Linked DNA regions of Cricetulus griseus: region 2 is linked to region 1. Evidence: chromatin contacts called from public Hi-C data. All regions are on one chromosome and are shown on one strand. The core of a region is the stretch at or near the end of the contact, and the rest is flanking DNA. Distances in the headings are between cores, read along the strand shown.

Region 1 (6,577 bases), core at 1,557-4,056:
AAGTTGGCTCTCCTCCGTCTACCAAAGGTTAACCAAGTTAGTTCCCATGACCATAACAAAGACCTGAGACAATTAACTGGGAAAGAGCTAAGGTTTATTTGAGCTCACTGATTTGGAGGTTTAGGGGCACAGCAAGTTGGCCCCATGGTTTTGGGTCTGTGTCAAGGCAGTACACCCTGGTGGATCAAGAGAGAGGAGAGGAAGGGCTACATTTGAGATTTACTTAAATCCCAGCAGATGACTAAGTGGGTAAAGGCACTTGCTGCCAAGCCTGGTGACCTGATTTCAATTCCTGGGACCCATGTGGTAGAGGGAGAGAACCTACTCCTGCAAGTTGCCTATTTCTGACTGCCAGGAGTATACATGCCATACACACTAAATAAATAGATAACAAATAAATAAATGACTGGACAGATGACTCAGTAGTTAAGAGCACTGACTGCTCTTCTAGGAAGACCTGGCTTTAATTCCCAGTACCTACATGGCAGCACACAACTGTCTGTAACTCCAGGAGATTGGACACCCTCTTCTGTTTCACAGGATCCTGACCTCACATGAAGTACATAAACTCACACAAGCCCTCATACATATACATACATACACAAATAAAAGATAAATAAAAATTTAAAAATAAATTGTCCAGGCTATGATAGCAGCAGGAAAGATGCTGGGAGTGAGACCTGAGAGGCTATTACTAGGTGTGGTGGTTTGAATGTGATTGGCCCCTATAATCTCATAGGGAGTGGCACTATTAGGAGATATGGCTTTGTTGGAGTGGGTATGGCCTTGTTGGAAGAAGTGTGTCACTGTAGGGGCTGACTTTGAGGTTTCCTATGCTCAGAACACTGCCCAGCATCTCAGTTGACTTCCTGTTGCTTGCAAGATGTAGGACTCTCAGCTACTACTCCAGCACCATGTCTGCCTGCATGCTGCCATGCTCCCCATCTTATGACAATAGACTGAACCTCTGAACTGTAAGTGAGCCACCCCAGTTGAATGTCTTCGTTATGGGCTGCCATGGTCATGGTGTCTCTTCACAGCAGTGGAAACCCTAACTAAGACACCATGTGATCTGTGTATCTTCCCTTTCTTAATCTGTAGAACACAGTGCAGCAGAAAGCTGTGGCTAGGGTTATAGAAAGCTGCTGGTGGCCCAGGTCAGACGGGGGTCTAACTGTTGGACATGGCTCTGTAGGACTCTTGAGTTGGGGTTTCTAGGGAAATGATTGTTTTATTTTTGTTTCTTTGACACAGGGTCTCATTCTGTAGCCAAGGCTAACCTGAAACTCACTAAGTACCTCAGCCTCCTGAGAACTGGGATTACAGCTGTAAGTTAATACACCTGCTAAGAATGAATCTTGGAGGGGAACAGGTGCTTAATGACACTGCAGTTTTTCCCCTACTAACTCACCCAAAAGGCAAGGTTCTGACATCTCAGTCTTCTACAAGGAGAGCATACCATTCTGATTTCTCTGTATTTATTAATTAACCGAATTCTTGCCGTTAATGGGCTCAGGCTCCCTCGGGTTCCTCTGCATCTGAATTGTAGGCATTTCATCCTTGCCATCAGGTGTGTCTAGTAAATCTCTAACATTACTGTTCTTGGTTTTCATTAGGAGGGCACAGTGAAATTCCTGGTCCCCCGGTGTTGAGGATTTTGTTTTTCCCACAAAGAATTATTTTGTTTAGAGAGCCTAGGATACCGCTATACAGGTTTTTGTCCTCTACTAAAGCCCACACGAAATTTCCCAAAGGGAAAAGCATTGATGATATCAAGAACCTTTAGAAATGAAAGTTCAAAAGGTGCTGGACAAGTGTGGTCTGTCTGCAATGTTGAAATGTTGGAACTTTGTCAAATGGCAGTGGTCACCAAGCGGTGGTTTACGCCACATCCCTTCCTCTTGATCCATATGCCCTCTTTCACTGTATACTCAATAATGTAAACAAGTGAATAAATAAATAAGTGGATGGATGAATAAATGAATGAAAATGTCCAGTTGTTTATTGACTTTTAATTTCATTGGCGCTAAATATTTGCTCCCTCAAATCCCCACCCCACCCCGCCATGTCCCCAGCCACTTATTATTTCCAACTCGGGGCAGCCAGCCTCTGCCTGACTGCCTGCCAACTAACTGGAAAACAAACAAAAAACAAACAAACAAACAAAGCAAAAGCAAAAAACAAAAGAATGAATCTTGGAAAGAATAAAACTCACTCAGATACTTTAGCTCAAGGGTCAGTGTTTTTAGAGAGTCTGTGTGTATGGTGTGTATGTGTGTAAATGATGTGTGTGTGTATGGTGTGTGTGTTATGATGTGTGTTTGTGTGTATGGTGTGTGTATGATGTGTGTGCTTGTGTGTGGTGTGTGTGTGTATGGTGTGTATGTGTATGATGTGTATGTATATGTGTGTGGTGTGTATGTGTATGATATGTGTGTGTATGATGTGTGTATGATGTATGTGTATGATGTGTGCGTATGATGTGTGTGTATGATGTATGTGTATGATGTTTGTGTGGTATGTATGTGTATGATGTGTGTGTGAATGATGTATGTGTATGATGTGTATGTATTGTGTATATATGTAAGTATGTGTGTGTATGTGTGTGTATGATGTGTGTGGCGTGTGTATGCACACCTGCTGTGGTGCACATGGAGAGGTCAGAGGACAGCTTTGTGGACTCATTTCTCTCTTCTGACCTTTACTCGAGTTTCATCATTTAAATTCAGATTGCCATGCTTATTCAGAAAGGGCTTGTAACTGGTGAGTCATCTGCCCTATTCATTATCTCTCTGTATGTGTGTATGCACACATGCACATGTGTGTGTACATGTGTTTATTCAGAGGCCAGAAGGAATCATTGGGTGTTGGCTTTTTGTTGTTGTGTTGTTAACTTGACATAAGCTAGAGTCATGGGGAAGAGGGACAACTGAGGAATTGCTTCCATTACATTGGCCTATTGGCATGCCTACAGGGCATTCTCATGACTAATGGTTGATGTGGGAGGGTCCAGCCTTTCCTAGGCTGGTGGTCCTGGGTTCTGTAAGAAAGCAGGCTGCACAAGCCCTGGGTAGCAAGTCAGTAAGCAATGCTCTTCTGTGGCCTCTGCTTCAGTTCCTGCCTTGAGCCCCTATCTTGGGTCTCTGATAGGTTCTAAACCACAAGCCAAGTAATCCTGTCTTCCCCCACGTTGGTTTGAGTCAGTGTTTTCATCACAGCGACACATTTCCTTTACTGTTCTTCGCCTGTTCCTTTGAGGCAGGGCCTTCCTTTGAACCCAGGGCTTGTGTTTTTCAGCTGGGCTGAAATTCAGCAAGCCCCAGTGATTCCCCAGTCTCTTCCCTACTCATGGGTGCAGCAAGTGTGCCTAATCACTGAGCCATCTCTCCAGCCTGGAGCTTGGCATTGAGCCAAGATCCTCTCTGTTCATATTCCTCCTTATCTTTTATTGAAAACCCAAGCCAGCTTTATTAACACACCTACTTTTCTAGACACTTGGGGAAGAGGTGTGTGCAGACATAACCACTAACCAGAATCAGAAGTCACATCCACACACTTGTCTCATCAAACTCTGCCTGCCATAGGCTAGCCCCCAGAGCTGCCCCTACCACTCACTGAACCTTCTGGGGAGTAGAGGCCCTGACTGAAGGTGGAAGAGGCTGTGTTGTTTCTGGAAACAGCGCCATTTGTTGGAATAGGATTTGGGGTTAAAGTTCAAGTCCGAGTTGACCTTTAGCACTTCAGGCAGTTGGTATATGTGGTAATCTTAGCAGTTCTTCATAATGGCTGAATGACTCTAGATCACATGTGCATGACAGCATCCACTGGGGGATCTGGGCTCATCTCTTGTGAGTCCTTCTGGCATGGACGAACCTCAAAGGTTTGAGAGAGGGAAATACTGCACAGGGCTCCAGCATCTAGAGCTGGCCTCATTCACAGGCTGGGGAGATGGCTCATTCAGTAAAATGCTTGTCACACAAGCATGAGGACCTGCAGTGCACACAAAAGCCAAGCACAATGGTATACACCTGCAATCCCAGCATCTGGGAGGTGGGAGACAGCTGGTCGGTCCCGATGCTCACTGGCCGGCCAGCCTAGCTTCCCACCCCCTGCAGGGAAGTCATGCAGCTTTAAAATGGACTTTCTCCTCGCTCAGTCTTCAGATATGTGTGTCTCCTGGCCAGGGGAAGGGCAGGAGGCTTGAAGTGGAGGCACATTTGTTTAGTTAGGATCAGAGGTGAGTTTGAGACCAGCCTGGTCTCCAGAGCGAGTGCCAGCCCGGATAGGCTCCAAAGCTACACAGAGAAACCCTGTCTCAAAAAACCAAAAGAAAAAAGAAAAAAAAGAAAAAAGAAATCAGAGGTGAGGCTGGGCATTGGTGGAGCACACCTTTAATTTGGGAGGCAGAGGCAGTTGGATCTCTGTAAGTTCCAGGCCAGCCTGGTCTACAGAGTCAGTTCCAGGTCAGTTTCCAAAACAATACAGAGAAACCCTGTCTTGAAACAAACAAACAAACAAACAAACACAAAGATCAGAGGTAAATATTGTACATTTGCTATGGTTTGAATATGACACGTCCCCTACAGGATTAGGACTTTAGGTCTTAAGCTGGTGGCACTATTTGAGGGAGATTGTGGAGCCTTCAGGGGATAGGGCCTTTCTAGAGGAAGTGGGTTGCTGGGGGAGGGGGTCCTTGAGGGTTATATCTTTACCCTGTGCACCTGCCTGTGCGCGCACACACACCAATCAGATACATGGAGGCACAGCTTTGTGCCTCCCTTTATGAAGTTACTGACATTTTAAAACATTCACTATAGAGTTAGTATTTTTAAATGACCTTTACTTACCGATTTTACTTGTGTATGCCGGAGTACACATGTGGAGGTCAGAGAACTTGTGGGAGTTGGTTCTCTCTTCCCACCATGTGGGTCCTGGGGATTGAACTCTGTCAGGCTTAACAGTAAATTCCTTCACCCACTGAGCCACTTTGCTCAGTTTCTCTTTACTCATTGTAATGGGGGACGAGGAGGACCTCTGACTCCAGTAAACAATCTGATACTTGTGGGGAGAGGTTACAAGGCCTGAGAGATCACAGGCCTTTGGGGGCAGTCTTGGGGGGGCACCTTCTTGGTCTAGTTCCTCGGAGATCAACAAGGAGCTGGCTCTTTGGTGTCAACAATTGCTTGAATGAAGCTTGAAGGAATCTGGCCCCATCTCTGAAATCTTCCCAACCTAACATTTAAGTATTAATTCATCATCTCCTTGGTTACCCTGCTTGTTCCCAGTTCAGGAAGCTTTGCCAGAAACAGACAAAACAATGTCCATTATGTGTTTCTGTCAAGTGCTGTGTAAAAGAACTGTCTGTTTTCAGGAAGACTAAAAGTGAATCTGACATGGACTTGAACAGACTTTTGCTGCGAGGTACCAAGGGCATGTTTTACTTAGACTGCATTTTTTTTTTCTTAAAACTTTTCTGTTTTGAAATTGCACCTTACATTGAGTTTTTGAACTGTAATTAGGCAACCGTGATAATTGCTAATGGCTTAAAGTCAAGCTGGGATAGTTTCAAAACAGACATATGTTAGGTCCCTGGATAGAGTCATAAAGAGTCTTCCTCATTTAAACTGACAGGGATGATTTTGTTTGGATGTGATGACAGAATGAGGAGAGCAATGAATTCAAGCAGGTAACAACTTGTTTGTTTTTGATACTGGGTCACTCTAGCAGACACATGAAAGATGAGCTGCAGAGGGCAGTGAGTCTAAGAAGTGGTTCTCAGCCTGTGGGTCTGGGACCTCTTTGGGTTCCCATATCAGATATTTACATTATGACTCATAACAGTAGCAAAATTACAGTTATGAAGCAACAATGAAATAATTTTATGGTGGGGGCGGGTCACTACAACATGAGGAACTGTACTAAAGGGTCATAGCATTAGGAAGGTTGAGAACCACTGGTCTAAAGAGACGGGGGGCAGCCGGGTGGTGGTGGTGCACACCTTTAATCCCAGCACACGGGATGGATTATGGTATGCAGTATACATGTATGTGGAGGCTAGAGGTCAATCTCCAGTTCTCCAGCATCATTCCTCTGTGAGTTCGAGGCCAGCCTGATCTACAGAGAGAGTTCCAGGACAGGCTCCAAAGCAATACAGAGAAACCCTGTCTCAAAAAAACAAAACCAAAAAGGGAGGGGCAGTTCCCATTATAGAGTAGCTAGATAAACTGCATGACGAGATGTAGTCATCCTAATCCTAGTGATTGCCAGGCAGACACAGTAATCTCTCTCTCTCTCTCTCTCTCTCTCTCTCTCTCTCTCTCTCTCTCTCTCTCTCTGTGTGTGTGTGTGTGTGTGTGTGTGTGTGTGTGTGTGTGTGTATGTGTCCTACTAGCCAGCCAGTTCAGGAGGTGGTGGCAAAAGCCTTTAATCCCAGCACTTGGGAGGCAGAGGCAGGTGAATCTCTGTGAATTTGAAGTCAGCCTAGTCTACAGAGTGAGTTCCAGGACAGCCAAAGCTGTTACACAGGGAAACCTGTCTTGAAAAACCAACCAACCAAACAAACAAACAAAAAACCAAA
Region 2 (7,271 bases), core at 1,538-4,037, 48 kb after region 1:
GCTAACTAAGGCTATAGCTGCAATTCTAATCCTATAATACTTTAATTATCTCCTTAGATCATATATCTGACCCCACATACACATGGGGTTATATGTACATGTTAAATGTATATGTGTGGGGTTATATGTACATGTTCATGTGGGCACGTGTACATGTGTGTAAGTGCTCATGCTCCTTTGTGTGTACAGACTAGAAGTCAACTTAGGGTGTCTTCATTAATTATTCTCTGGTGTGTGTGTGTGTGTGTGTGTGTGTGTGTGTGTGTGTGTGTATGCAGGTATGTGTGTGTGTACATGTGTATGCAGGTATGTACCTGTGTATGCATGTAGGCCAGAGGAGGATGGCAGGCATCTTGTTCTACCATTCTCTACCCACCTGAGACAGGGTTTCTCACTGAATCTGGAGCTAAACTGGTGGCCAACAAGCCCCAGGGATCTTCCTGTCTCTAGCCCACTCTTCACAGCCCTAGGGTTACAGGTGTGGGTGTTATGGCTAGGTTTTGGTGTGGATACTAAGAATTTAAACTCCATGTTCTCACACTAGAACAGCAAAGCTCCCTTTACCCACACAACCATTTATCTAACCTCTCCCCACATTTTCTTTGAGACAGGATCTCACACTGAACCTGGAACACATCGATTTGCCTTGGCTGGCTGGCCAGTGAGCTCCAGGAATCTGTCTGTTTGTCTTAAACAAACCTCCCAGCACTGGGGTTACAGATGGGCGACACCATGGCTGACTTTTAATGTGGGTGCTGGGATCAGAACACAAGTCCTCATGCTTGCTTGCTTGCTTGGCAGGATCTTTACTAACTGAACTATTGTTTCATCAGCCCTCCCTGAGGCTTTTTTACACTGATGTCACTGCTGAACTGGTTTCCACCCCCCACTTTCTCTGGTGCCAGTGATGTTGGGGTACAGCTCAGGCAAATGTTACCCATATCCTCATCTAGTGAGTTCCCTCTCTCCATCTTTTAAATTCCCCTCACCAGTATCATTTAATGAGCCTGGAACCATTATAACTAAAATTAGTCCCAAACACCCCTGGGCACCTTATCAATAAGGTTCTCAGCACAGGAGGGGTAGTGTTAGGACTAGGACCAGGATAAGAGAATTGTTCCCTTCATTTCCCATTCTGTTCTTGCAAACAATGGGAGGGATGGCCAATTCATTCCAATTGATAGCCTGTTGACCATGCCACACTTGAATAATTTAGTTCTTTTTTCAATGTCACCAGTAAACAGCCCCCTCCCCTAATCAGTCCTTCAAGATACCAACATGGCCATTGGGCTTAATCTTCTGGCCACTGCCAGACACATGGTGTCACCTCCGTCAGGTCAAGCCACTAATTGGGGCTGAACAGCTGAACTCTGTCCCCACTCCAGCTCAAGAAATGAAATACGAAACACAAGCGGTCACATCTAACCCAGCAGTCCCAACCGGTCTGGTTCTGGGTGGCTCTGGGTGGCTCTCACCAGAACTTCCAACCTTAACAAAACCAAAGACACCCAGTGTACTCTGAGGGGCACACCACCCATTCATCGTGCGTGTCTCACAAACACTAATGAACGATGAAATTTTTAGCTAAGTTGCAGGAGGACAGAGGGGATCCCTGGAAGATGAAGTTTAAAGAGAATTTTTACTTAAACGCATGCAGGGAGACGCGATAGAAAAATCTAGATGCTGGCCTCAGGCACAACGTTTTTTATGTGCTAACGGGACTAGAGGCCTCCTGCACAGGTGGGGGACTGCCACAGCCTCGTGGCTCTGTGGATACTATAATAGTTCATAGAGCGGCTGGGAGAGGTAAGACTTAAACAGAAGGAAAACCATCTCAGCAAAGTGGAGCCAGGAAGGAAAAGGGGAATCAAGAAAGCGTGTGAGCGGGGAGCAAGGGAGAGCCTGGGAGGGGGCGCAGACTCTCCCTATGTTCTTTTCTGCCAAAGGTTGACTGACTTGTTTCAACCTGGCACCCGCGTGGCCCAGAACAAAAGCGCTCGCCTGGGCCTCCGCGTGGGGAGAGGGACCGCGCACACCTTACAGTGTGCAGGAGGCAAGCAGGTCAGCTGCTGGTCACAGAGGGGGAAGCACAAGGGTGGGATTGGGAGAGGTAGAACAGTGTGCCACCACTGTCCCCATCCAGCCTGACACACATCTGGCGCAGGTACTCGTGTCCTGAAGCGCTCTCAGGGGTGACAGAGGTTCAGTCTTAGGAACCCAGTTGGTGGTCACGCTCCAAGTACGGGCGCGGCACGGTGCCACTTTACCTGAGCGCAGAGGGTCATCCGGAGAAGCCATGAAGACCGAGAGACGAGTGTCCGAGCGGGGCTGGGCAGCCTCTGGGACCCCAGAGAACAGCAGGATCGCCGGGACCCAATCTCCTGCTGTGGCAACGCGCGATTCTAAGGCTCTGTGCGCTGCCCTGCTGCTGCTCCTTCTCCTCCCTTCCCTCCTCTTGATCTCTGCCACTTCTTCCTCGTGCTCACTTCCTGCAATTAGCAAAGCCCCTTCTCGGCGCAAGCGTCTCTCCAGAAGTCTGGAGAGGATCCCGTGGTTGCGGTTAAGCACGAGAAGACTCGGGGGGGCCCGGAGCACGTTTCCTGTCGGTTCCTGGGGCCTAGTGCGCAGGTCCCACGATCGGGGCACACGGGATCGCAGCTGGAAGGGCCTTTCGGCCAACCTTGCACCCGCTGCCACACGCGCGAGTGGCTTTCCTGGTTTCTAATCTCGCTCTCAGCTAGGACACCAAAGCGCTCCCAGCGAGCTTCTTGCACAGGCCCGGGCTGGGACGCCTGCCGGCGATCTGATGTTTGAACAGTTTCCTAATCTTCAGGCAGCCTGAACGGCTGCATGACCGCACACGCTAGCACTTTCTATTTTGATGTTTCTTTGGCATTAGTTACTGCCTGACCTCCTGGGTGAGCGCTACACAAAGGATCGGGAAGAAAAGCCAGTCGCCAGGTCTCTTGCTCACTCCTCTGGAGGAAAAACAAACAAACAAACAAAAACAAAACAAAAACCCCACAGTGTAGAGTTCTGTCAAAAATGCAGAATCCACTGGCCCTTGAACGAATTGAGATTTAGTTTAAGTGGGATTTTATGCTAAGTGAGCAGAGAATGTGATCCTTTAAAATGGCTATATTTCTATATCTTACTTTAATTTAAAACTTAAAGTTATTTTTAAACCACATGGGGGGGGGGTATTTACACGTGAAAGCAGTGCCTACAGAGTCCAGAGAGGGCTTTGGATTTTCCCGGAGTTGGGGTTGCTAGGAACTGAATTTGGGTCCTCTGCAAGACCAATAAGCACTCAATGCTAAGCCACCTCTCCAGCTTTAGTGGCCGTATTTTCTTTTCTTTTCTTTTCTTTTTTCTTTTTCAACACAGGGTTTCTCTGTGTAGCTTAGGAGCCTGTCCTGGCGCTCACTCTGGAGACCAGGCTGGCCTCGAACTCACAGAGATCAGCCTGCCTCTGCCTCCCGAGTGCTGGGATTAAAGGCGAGTGCCACCAACGCCCAGCCTAGTGGCAGTATTTTCACTAGCTGTATCTGCCTTATACAAAGGTTACAGACAATTTAAATTTAACAGGAATCTCTGAAAGGTATCTTAATAATCTACATCGGCCCTTGAACAGGACCATAGCAAGGAACTTACTCGGAGGTGGTTTGTGGGATTGTAAACATTTACCAAAATCACAAACAAGAAAATATCTAGGGACAGTGGGTGTGACTCAGTGGTAGGACATATGCTTAGTATGCTGTGGTGTGTTGGTTTGATACCAGCATTGCAAGAAAAAGGAAGGAAAGAGAGAGAGAGAGAAGGTGAAGGAAGAACGAGAGAAAGGAAGAACAGGAGAATAAGGAGTAAACCAGTGGTTGTCCCACAAGTAGGTGGCTGTCATGCAGGACACATTTTCCAGACAATTTAGGCTACTGAGAAGAGCTTTTGTTTACTTTAGTTTTTTTTATTGTTCTGTTTTGTTTTTCAAGACAGGGTTTCTTTGTGTAGCTTTGGAGCCTATCCTGGCACTTGGTCTGGAGACCAGGCTGGCCTCAAACTCACAGAGATCCACCTGCCTCTGCCTCCCAAGTGCTGGGATTAAAGGCGTGCGCCACCAACCCCCAGCTTTTAGTTTTTAAAAATTAAGTATAAGTATATCATCTTCCCTTCCTTCTCCTGCCTGCAATCTCCCCCCTTCCCATGCCCCTCTTTGCTCCCTTCCCAATTCATGCCTCCAATTATTCTCTCTCTCTCTCTCTCTCTCTGTCTCTCTCTCTCTCTCTCTCTCTCTCACACACACACACACACACACGTATGTATATATTTATGTATGACCTTCTGGGTCCTTTTAATGTTTCTCGAATGTATGTGATTTCATTGATGACCAGTTGGTACTGGATAACCAATTAGTGGGCTCATCCCTGGGGAAGACTATTTCTCCCAATGTCAGCATTTTTTTAGTTACTTTCAATTCTTTATCTAGGGGTGGGGCCCTGTGAGATTTCCCCCTTCTACTTTTGCAGGTCTGTTGGTGTTGTCGCTGTTCAGGTCTTGATTAAGCAGCCATATTGTTGGGGTATCATGGGTGTAGCTTCTTTGTCATTTCTAGGAGACACAATCTCATAGCAGACTTAAGCTTTTATTGTCCTTTTCCAATTAATGTCTCAATATGTTTTGTTTTTACAAGGCAAGATAGATGGGGATAGATGATAGCATCTATTCATTGATGATTTTGAAAGGGGTTGAACCTAGGCCTTCATTTTAGTTTTTATTTTGAGATAGAATCCTGATGAGTTGCCCAGGCTGGGCTTGAACTAATACTTTAGCCCAGGCAGCAGTCCTGAACTTGCCATTCTTCTGTGTCAGAGGTTCTGGGATGACAGTCCTATACCACCAGGACCTGCAAATATTTTCTTAAATTTGATTCCATACACCAAGCAAAATTCCAAGCTCTGAGGCTAAAGAGATGGCTCATGGTTTAACAACATGTATTGCTCTTTCAAAGAACCTAAGTTTGGTTCCCAGCACTGTTGGTGAAAGTTTCTGTTCTGCCTGGTCCAGCAGCTGATTAGCCCCAAATAAACACACAAAGACTTACATTAATTTATAAACTGTTTGGCCTATGGCTAGGGCTTCTTACTGGCTAGTTCTGTCTTAATTATTAACCCATTTCTATTAATCTAAGTATTTCCATGTGCTCTTGGCTTACCCGGTAATGCCCCGGCATGTTACTCCTTCTGCCTCTACATAGTGTTCCCTGGTGGCTCCTTTCTGCTTTCCTCTCCGTAGCCTTCTCCTGGTCTGGTAGCCCTGTCTATGCTTTCTGCCTGGCTACTGGCCAATCAGTGTTTTATTCATCAACCAATAAGAGAAACATATATACAGAAGGACATCCCCCATCACAGTACCTGTGCCAGGTAGCTCACAATTGCTTGTAGTTCCAGCTCCATGAGAAGCCAACATCTCTGGTCTCCACAGATGCACGAACTCACACACACTCTCTCTCTCTCTCTCTCTCTCTCACACACACACACACACACACACACAAACACAAATATTATATATTATATATATATATATATATATTATATATATAGAGAGAGAGAGAGAGAGAGAGAGAGATTTAAAAAACCAACAACAAAACAAAACAAACCCAAGAACTGGATGGTCCTTTGTGGTCAAGTACTTGCCTGGCATATGCAAGATTTGAGAATCAGTTCTCACCACTGTCAAATAAGCATCTATGGGGAATTGGGAATGGCTTTGTTGGATAATTAGTCCAGGATATGCAGCTAGTGGTGGAAGAGTGGAGCATTTTGGAGGATCTGTGCACCAGGCAGAAGCATGTAGGACGAGTTTTTACACAACAGGAAGTCGGGAAGCTGGATTTTGGAGTGGCAGAAGAAAATTGGTGTTTTGGAAAGATTAGTTTGGCAGCTGTGCGTACGGGGAACAGGGAAGAGAAGGTAGGCGGGGAACTAATCTTTGCAGTCCACTGTAATTTTTAAAAAGTGTGTGTGTGGTATCTGCGTCTGTGTATAAGTGTGTGTGTGTGCACAGGGTGCATGCAGAGGCTAGAGGGTTCTGCTTCAGATCTTTGAGACAGCATCACACTGAACCTAGAGCCAGGCAGGCAACTAGCAAGCTTCAGTGGTCCCCCTGTCTCCACTCAACACCATCCTGAGGTTCCGGGTCAGTACATAGCCATATGTGGCCATGCCTGACTTTTTTATATAGGGGTGCTAGGATCTCTGGCTCTTTTACTTATTCAACAAATGCTCTTACCCATTGAGCTATACTATCCCCAGACTGTCAAGATACCATAGTTCTTTTTTTAATGATTTTTATTTATATTCTTTAATTACTACTCATATTTACCTATCCATCCCCCCCCATTCCCTCGCCCTCCCATCCTCCCATGTTCCCCACCCCCCCCAACCCATCCCACAACTCCTTCCCAGGGATAGTGAGGCCCTCCACCAGGGACCTTCAAAGTCTGTCATATTATTTGGGGGAGGGCCTAGGCTCTCCTTGCTGTATCTGGGCTGCAATAATATCCCTCCATAGGGAATGGGCTCCCAAAGTCCATTTGTGTTCTAGGGTTAAAGATTGGCTCCACTGTTAGAGGTCCCATAGACTCTATTGGCCTCCTAGCTGGCCACCCACATTCAGAGGGCTTGGTTTGGCCCAATGCTGTTTCCACAGCTTTATGACTAAGGTCTCCATGTTCTCGCTAGGTCAGGTCAACTGTTTCTACGGTTATCTGCAGCACTGTCTTGGCTTCTTTGCTCATCTCTCCTCCCTCTCCACAACTGGATTCCAGGGGTATGGCTCAGTGTTTAGCTATGGATTCCTGTTTCTGCTTCGAACATCTACTGATACCATAGTTCTTAAAGCAAATTTCTATCTTACCCACATGGGGCTGTTTGAATGTGAAATGTCACTCACAGACTCATGTTTTGATTACTTGATCCCCAGTCAGTGGTGCTATTGGGGGAGGCTGAGGAACCTTTGGGACATGGTGTTTGGCTGGCAGGTCTTTGAGGTTTACAATCCAACCTACTTCCAGTCTGGCTCCCTGCCTCCTGACCCACGTGCCTTTGAACAGCCATGACAGAAGCTCCTCCTCTCATGGATAGAGCCACCCCAGCCACTATGCCTTCCCCATCCTGATGGAGTTTACCTGGTAAAGCCAGGAGCCAATATGAACCTGTGCTCTCTGAGGCTATTCTTCAAAGAGTTCTGACACAGTGGTGGGAAAGGAGCTGGTA

The links. Hi-C and Micro-C count contacts between places; a contact is called where the count stands out from the background.
Region 2: a contact with region 1 is called in a Hi-C map of fibroblasts, with 2.7 times the contacts expected there. The contact joins the promoter of Edaradd here to the enhancer-like site in region 1. A contact is called at or near these places in 3 of 8 Hi-C or Micro-C datasets (the CHL-YN cell line, the CHO-K1 cell line and fibroblasts).

The regions. Positions count from the first base shown.
Region 1 is chr3:236,479,180-236,485,756 of CriGri-PICRH-1.0, forward strand. No RefSeq gene overlaps it. Among named protein-coding and RNA genes, the nearest start is that of Lgals8, 9.9 kb to the left of the region's middle. Within about 2 kb of position 2,807, at least 1 of the 6 cell types and tissues checked has open chromatin away from gene starts, as enhancers often do. A contact at or near this core is called in fibroblasts, where this site is marked.
Region 2 is chr3:236,527,133-236,534,403 of CriGri-PICRH-1.0, forward strand. It overlaps Edaradd (ectodysplasin-A receptor-associated adapter protein), which reads right to left and starts at 2,788. Exons shown (of 7, transcript XM_027409444.2): 1 at 2,268-2,788. The coding sequence starts at 2,285.